2 separate regions of the Bombyx mori genome follow, and region 2 is linked to region 1. A link is a contact called in public Hi-C data. All regions are on one chromosome and are shown on one strand. The core of a region is the stretch at or near the end of the contact, and the rest is flanking DNA. Distances in the headings are between cores, read along the strand shown. Region 1 holds the start of LOC101736209 (caskin-2). Region 2 holds the start of LOC101736592 (synaptogyrin).

Region 1 (4,258 bases), core at 856-3,355:
GGGCAATGACCCACGACGCCTACCCGGCCGTTTCTTGAGATCATAAAATTCACGAAGGTTTGATGTTTTCGTTACCACAAGGAAACGTCATCGACGTAACCTAATTATTTTGCCGTTGTTCTCGAAGCTAATTCGCATTTTCATTTGAAAACATTTTCAGACATACAACCTTCTCCGACAAGGACATTTAATGATCAATTAATTGATGGCAATCGCTACCAAATAGATCTCCATTCGAGCGTGTTATTAAAATAAATAGACTTCGTGTAGACTGTCTGTGTAACAATTGAAACAATAAATCCTTCGGTCACGTGTACTTTATGATTGTGTAATGGACACAAATTTTTCATTCCACTAAATTAAAAAAGAAAATATAACTCTGGCTTTGTAAAAATAATGTTTAAATCCATTGACTAAAGAATTTGTCGATGTATTCAATCGAGTTGAGAGTTATCTGGGGTTTTTTGAAGGAATCTTCATTTTCACTCTATATTCTTTTCAAAAGATAAGATCTCGATGGTCTCAAGCACTCTATTTAAAATATCGTTCGTTACAAGACTAGTCCGATTAACATACAAATCACGTACAGAACAACGATCAGCGGTAAAGTTTATCGCTAAAGTTTTACATTTAATTATGCGTCCTGTCTAGATCTGAGACGAAACGGCGCACGCAACCTTTTGTCTAGGCCCAGCGGAGTGTCGGTATCGCAATCGAACGACCTAACAGCCGGCGGCTCATCAAACATTGTCGGATTACGTTTATGGACCATTTGTATGGGATCTGCTACGGTTAATGATTTTTCGGGCGCTCCTCTTCTTGGGCAATGCTATTCTGAGATAGTTACTTAATAACTTTTTACTGGGGTGCCGTGTCTTTTGTTAGTTCGTGTCGCTTGCTAGTCACGACTTTTTTCGAACCGACTGCCACCGACTGTGATGTAACAAGTCAAATTAAAAAGTCCAGTAGGAATTCGTTGGAACGTGTTGGCGGTTTCAACTTTTTTTGAACTCTCAAGCTCTTAAAAGAAACTGAAGTGAGTTAAGAAATTAATGTCGGAAACAACAAGCAAGCTTCCAAAAATTTTTACGTTCCAAACATGCAGTATTATCATTTGCGGTTTTTCTCGAGTCCATACTTCACGTGTTCCCTTTTTCTTATCTTTGGCCACCTCTTGATGACATTTTGTTATCTTGTGTTAGTAGGTTACAATCATGCAGAAAAGCTTCTTATGTTTGAATTCTCACCGTTTATTTTCCTCATGCCGGCCCTAGACCTTCACGGCACGGACGAAATCCTGTCTCCAAAGTCAGCAACAACAAAACACACTCGTGAACTTGCACTTTTCATTTATGACACAAGGAACACTTATCGAACTTTTTACGATAGCATAATAATGCAACCTTCATAGATACAAACGTGTAGCACTGCTCTGTTTAGTTGATAAGAAAGAAAACATGAAATGTTTTATCACGAAACGATCTACACCCACGCAAACAAGTTGCGACGCGCGTCAACGCCGCGTGACTGCAGGCGTGTCGGCGTCTGACACTTTGGCGCTGACTGTGGCATAGCTCTGAACTAATAAAAGATTTAAGTGTCAACCGGTAGATGTCACTGTTTTAAATAAATTGAATGTTTACTACACAGGGCCAATAAAACCTAATTAGCAATTGGTACAAATGTAAACACAAATTGTAAACATGGGTACATAAATTGAACGAAACTTAAAGTAATAGTTTAGCTTTTTGTCAACAGCGACTTTTAAACCTTTACGAAAATATATTATCACACAAATACATTTATAATAGTTTAAAAGATATTAATTATAACTTACCTTGTATTTTAAATCAGTATAGGGGCTCGAAGTACTCCTAGTTAAAGAAATCACATCACAAGAATTGCATTTGTTTCGCAAAATATAAGAAAAGGGCTGTATATAGTTCGCTTTACACATAAATATGAAACGAAATATGAAGAAACACCGGGCGTCAGCCACTAATTTCATTGAAATAACGTGATTTCCATGAACAACTCTGACGTATTAGGGGATTTCCGTAAAGCACAGTAATAAAAAGTACGGTCTAAGCACGGACTACGGCGAAAAACACCGATAACACTATCCATCCATCACCCTGTATGCCCAGCTACGTGAAGTTAGCAGTGAGTCTGTACGTCAAAATATACCATAAATAACGCGGTACGTATTCAAGGGTGCGCCACCCTAGTCGTAGTCACTTACACCCTGCTGGTGTCGCCCAATAGGTACGCAGCCATTATAAACAAAACCATTAAAGTTGTTGAGTACACGTTTCACGCTATTTCTTGTTGTCTGGCGTTACTGAAATAGCTATCAAAGCTGACGATCAGTTTTGATAGCTATTTTGATCCTTCACGGTGCTTTCACACTGGCTCTTTATAAAAAAATAACAAGATTATCAGTAAAATTTTGTATTTTAAATTCAATTTTTCAATCTACGCATAAACATGTACATGCGTTTCTTTTTATCCGTACTTACCTATATAATTAACCCAAAAGTTCTAGTCATCGCTTAGATTATATATATTTAAGATTAAATTGTTAAATGCGCATTTATTTATATATGTGAAATATAAATTAATATCAAAACGTTACAATTTTAGCTTTTACAATTTAATGTACCTATTCATTCGTCATCGCTTTCGGTAAATGCGCTGAAAGGGAAAATCGACAAAAGAATCCTTTTTAGGAACGGGATAAGATGCGACGTGAAGAAAAAGACAGCGACAATTTTTCCGCTTCATATCTTTTTGTACATTTCATTACTTCCGCAATGTGTGGACGTAGCTGTCGGGTAACATCGGCAGAGTTCGGAAGACGTCGGGTTCCGTCGAGAATTTACGGGTAACTAATCGATACACAACGGACACGTAGGACTACGGCGTAGCTACTACGGACGTACTACAAGATTACACCTCTAGTGGCGACCATTGACCAAAGTAGTGCAATGCATTCATCCCATTTCAAGTCCCTGAAATTAGAAATGATTCAGATCATATTAAGTTCTCAAAATAAATAAGAATTCATTTAGAAATTACAAGTTACAAGAATACATTTACAGGTTTTAATTCTCACATAAAACAATTCGCTTGAAATAAGCATTAACTAGTACATACGTGTAAGATTTTTTTAAAGAAAACGTATTTATTTGAACATCAGCAGCTTCATTCATAATTAGATATCCAAACAACTAATGCCATCTAGTGAATCGTTTTGACTTTTTAGTTAATCACGCATGCTTATTTTGAATTTGTCATTTTTTTAATAAGTTTGACCAGTTTGTTATCAAAACGTAGGTACGAGGTAGGTACCAACAAAGCAATGAAATTTATTTCTTTTTGTTTATTTTCGACTTCGATTATTATTTCGACAGGCTATTTAAGAAAAGTAGCCTATACATTCAGATTTTATTTTTAATTGCTTTCCTTTAGTTGCGTAGCATGCAACTATCCATAGCTTTTCAGTTAAAACTTAAAAGTTGTATTCTATTCATCACATAATTATTATGTTCGTATGCTTCATAATAATATAGCATTCACGTTTGTGATGTCCATGGTTTCTAGTAACCAATTAACCTCAAGTGGATGTCGGTCACTTGTCCTAAGTATAAAAAATGATTAAAATCTAACTATAAAAAATTCTTAAAATCAACAGTAAGTTTTCAAACCCGAATCCCATACTTTCATTTCGTGAAAAGTTACTGTACATCTCTACGGTGCTTTTAGGTATCTACCACAAGCACTGGTCACCATCCTCGCCGAACACGTCGCTTGCGATGAAAGGCTCGACGAGTGAATTTACCCACAGATACAGCCCACTGAGTTTCTCGCCGGATCTTCTCAGTGGGTCGTGTTTCCGATGCGGTGGTAGATTCTGCGAAGCACTGCTCGTGCTAGGGCCAGTGTTACCAACACTCCCGGTCAGAGCCCCGTGAGCTCACCTACACGTCAAGGAGAAGCTGAAATAGCCTCTCAAGGGTATCAGCATAGGTAGGAAAAAAAGTACATCTTTTCTCTCTCTCTTTATCTCTGCTCTACATTTTATAGGAAGTTCCTACCTAGTTTTAATATGTATTTCTTTTTATGTCTGCTTTATGACATTATTTTCAGATTATCACCTCTTTTATTTCTTTTTGAGATTTAACAAATACTATCATTGTATAAATAATTTTTAATAGGCTTTCTGTAAATGGTTGGGTATATATATTTATATACATAT
Region 2 (4,258 bases), core at 515-3,014, 340 kb before region 1:
AATATTCTTGTTTTTTTTTTAGTAGTTTCACAATGTAACAGACAGCGGTTCATCGTACAAGATACTTAAATATGTAAAAGCATTATTTTCAAGATTGACAAGATTAACTTACGTCATTTTCAAGAATTTTCTTAGCTTAATTTTTTTTGGTCTTGAGTATTAGAAGCGCAATGTGCAGAACACATACATTTCGTAGAACAAATAAATAAAATCATGAGCTAAGTAAGATAGCTGCTTCAACATGGCACAAAATGTAGTGCAGTCTTCTTCATGTTTCATAAATTAAATAAGGTTAAATGGAATGACCCCATATTTAATTTGATTATAGCATATATCAGTAGAGATTTAGTGACACGTACTTTGATTTGATAGAAAATTCATTACATTATAAAATTTTGGATATAGTGAACTGCATAAGTGGTGTTGACCTATTAAAAAAGTATTGAGTAAATCTAATAAATATATTCTATCAATTTTCATGCCTATGGTCATCGGTGGATATTAGAATAATGGGTAGCTCGATGTAATTATATAATATCAACATTAAATACAATTTAGAGAACTCACCAGAAAAACCTAAGTCAGCCAACACATAATGCTTCCTAGTCTTGACAGAGGACATTTGCTCAAAGAGATATTCCCCGACAATAAAAGCCACGGAGGCAATGAATGCAATGACAGATATCCCGACACCATAGTTACATGCATTTGTGTCATCATTGTACACGCAATGGTCCTTCCCATCAGAGTCAGTACGCCAGCCCTTGGATGATATGCAGCCCATTACAATCACGCTGAACAGCTGGATGAGACAAAAAGGTTTTAAATAGTTTTCTATAGTCTATGGAAATAAAGAAATAGACTTTTTTGAATTTAGAGCAGTATGAAAGCTCAACTGGACATATGGGTATTTATGTTGGGCAATGAAAACATTCCTGCAATTATAATGCACTAAACACAATTAAACAAATTTCAAATTAACTTAATTCAGGCATTTACTGTCTCAGAAAGTTGAATGTTCTGTAAGCAGCTATTTTTAACTATGTCTTTTAATAGCAGTATCTAATGGCAATATGTCAGAATTCTCCTATAGAACCACCAGCTTTCATTATTAATTGGGTGTTCATCCATTTTGTGATTTCAGAATTTTATTCTCATAATTTTGCACTATTTATTTTTTTGAAATTAATATTTTTTTCAGCGTCTTGTTTTAAGAACGAGATAGGTAATTTAAGTATTCGTTGGAATTTGAGATTAATTTGTCATATCCTAAATTTTATGGGAAATGTATAATATCGACGTGATTCGGTTCTTGTTCATTATTAATAATTTGATTAAATGTTTGTTTTTCTCATTTAATTCAATCAGTCTACGTTTATTGGAAAATTATATTTAAACAAATGTTTTAAATGTAGAGTTCTTCTAAGGAGTAATCTGTTAATTGAACATTTTTAATACGTGTATATAATAACGTATTATTAGGACACCAGAGCATTTTTAATGATGCTTACCCAACATACCGCCCTGACGATCACATGAGGCCTTTGAATAAAAGCCTGAGGGTCAAACGCGCCTCCAGCTTTTCCACCCCCATACGCACCGGAAGTATCCATTTTAGCACACCGCAATTAGATAACTTGATTGTGATACTAGTGCAGTTAGCCGTGCATCAATGACCCAATATAACTTGACCTCCGCTTACTCCAAATTCGTGTTATCGATCGCGCAGCTGAAATTTTCAGTTGACAGAAAAATCTGACAGTAGTGTTGGAGTGATTTCGATAAATAGCGAGCGGCACTTGAGCGATTAAATCGATTTTTCTAAAGACTGTAGATTCAACATAAAAGTATAATTTTGTCTTGTTAATGATTAATCTAGCTTAAGTTTACAAAACCATGCTACTATTTGATTTTGTACATTGATTCCGAACATTTTACAGTACTGAAATTAATGAATACTATTGATTGCATCAAAGGTATTCATTTAATCCAAGGTAAACGGAAAATTGGAATAATGAGCAATCATAAAACTATAATTATAGTGAGGGGTAGATCTCAGGGGTATTTAAAACTATGGGTTAGTCACCAATATCGAATTTCGAATTTTAATCTTCCTTTATCACAAACAATTTTCAATTTTAAACAATAATTACATTTAGACGCGGGCGCACGCTATTCACACTCAAAACGGAAGCGCCCGGAACATAGATTATACACTGTTGAAAAGATCGACATAGATGCTAACTATGTATAGCGAGCGGGCATACGGCCGCGAGAGTGACGTACCGGTCGGTTTGCTACATACTCCCCCTCTAGTCCTGGAGGACGCCCTCGCTCCTGGACTAGCATCTCATTACTACTGGGCTGAGGGACAGGCGCAAGACCAACCATACCACCAGCTGCGGGAGAAAGACGTGGAGCTTCAGCACATGGTTCAGCATGCCGTGTCGTCATATGCCCTGGAACTCGAGAATCTGTTTTAACATTATTTGGGGGACGACCACGTTTCTTTTTAGGCATCACCGGCCGCGGAAGAGCATCACTCTGATTCTCACGGTATAGAGTGAGATCGTTCACATGATATTTCCCTAAAACTTCATCAGGTTTGTCAACATGCCCCACGTTGGGCGCCAGATATAGTGAGGGGTAGATCTCAGGGGTATTTAAAACTATGGGTTAGTCACCAATATCGAATTTCGAATTTTAATCTTCCTTTATCACAAACAATTTTCAATTTTAAACAATAATTACATTTAGACGCGGGCGCACGCTATTCACACTCAAAACGGAAGCGCCCGGAACATAGATTATACACTGTTGAAAAGATCGACATAGATGCTAACTATGTATAGCGAGCGGGCATACGGCCGCGAGAGTGACGTACCGGTCGGTTTGCTACATAATATATTTTCCAAAACACATGATCACAAGCACTTGCATAAGCCCGTTTTCGAGGATAAAAATTCGACGATAGTAAGCGAGACTTCTCAATTTATATTCATTTCATGTATGAGAAAATTTATATGAAATTTATACATTGTCAAAGAATTATTTTGAGAAAATTTTGTTGCATTTTAAAACAAAACGATTAAGTGCTGCTTATTTTCTTTGTTATTATCATATTGTTTCCCTGTTAACTATAATCAATGCACCTTTATGTTGCTATCAGTATTAGTATGATTTATATACCTACTTCAAAGCGATTTTTCTGTAGTATGTGAAATCGATTTTTAATGCATATCCAAAATGAGAATGCTGTTGTTGCATATGCGGATGAACGAGCTTATTATGCTCGACCTGATGGTGGTTACCGAAGCATGTAGACTTCAGAACGCAAATACCCACCTTGAGACACGAGATCAAAGTTTCACTTATATTCTATTACGGTCGTTTCACTGTTTAAGCCGGAACGCACCCTACCACCAGTAGAAAAATTATCACTTAACCCCTCTTATTCTTGTTTGTCGCTACACTCTTAGCAGAACGATCATGACCGTCCTGTTTGCGTTAAAGAGTTTTATAAGCCAACCAGTCCTTCCTCCGCGCGTAGTTGGAATAGTCCATTAGGCTATCGACGAAAAGATAGGGAGGGGGAAAAACTAATGAAATTGCATTGCAGTTCACTAGCTGTCTAGTTTTTTTGATAGAGTATTTCTTAGTGAGTAATTGAGATTAGCAGTTTTTTTTGTACTGAGGTACATACGCTACCAGAGCGCCTTCGACCCTGTTCGAACTTCGCGCCGATTCCCGGCAGCGCCTGTGTGCGAAACCCATGAAGCGCCTCCTATTTTTACCAATCTGCACTTTTTATTATTTGTTAATTTTGAATTCTTTTTTTTTTACTGACAATCACGCCACGTTAACTGGTCTCGTGATAAGTTCGTAAAGAACTTGTGTTACAAGTACCAGATAGCGGATATAAATGTAAGAGTTTTATTATACACATACATATATTTAATATTTAATAACATCCATAACCCTGGAAAAGATATTTATATTTATCATACAAATATCTTCCCTTGGCGGGATTCGAACCCGCGACCCCCTTGTGTAGTGACCATGTCAATTACCACTACACCAGACGGCCGTGAATTGTATTGTTTTGCCGTAAATCTTGTGAGACTTGTACTAGAAATGTAATTTAAGTTTTGTTATTTACAAGGCATATGTTGCGCTTATTGTATCTACTTACTTATCGATACTTCACTACAAATTTTTTATTGTGTAAGTGTAATATAAATAATTTCGTTGGCGACGC

The links. Hi-C and Micro-C count contacts between places; a contact is called where the count stands out from the background.
Region 2: a Hi-C map of whole pupa shows a contact between it and region 1, with 3 times the contacts expected there. The contact joins the promoter of LOC101736592 here to the promoter of LOC101736209 in region 1. A contact is called at or near these places in 2 of 7 Hi-C or Micro-C datasets (midgut and whole pupa).

Annotation. Positions count from the first base shown.
Region 1 is chr17:12,051,416-12,055,673 of ASM3026992v2, reverse strand. LOC101736209 (caskin-2) reads right to left here and starts at 2,105. Exons shown (of 10, transcript XM_012695782.4): 1 at 1,838-2,105.
Region 2 is chr17:12,392,704-12,396,961 of ASM3026992v2, reverse strand. LOC101736592 (synaptogyrin) reads right to left here and starts at 1,764. Exons shown (of 5, transcript XM_004932495.5): 1 at 1,512-1,764; 2 at 568-802. The coding sequence starts at 1,613.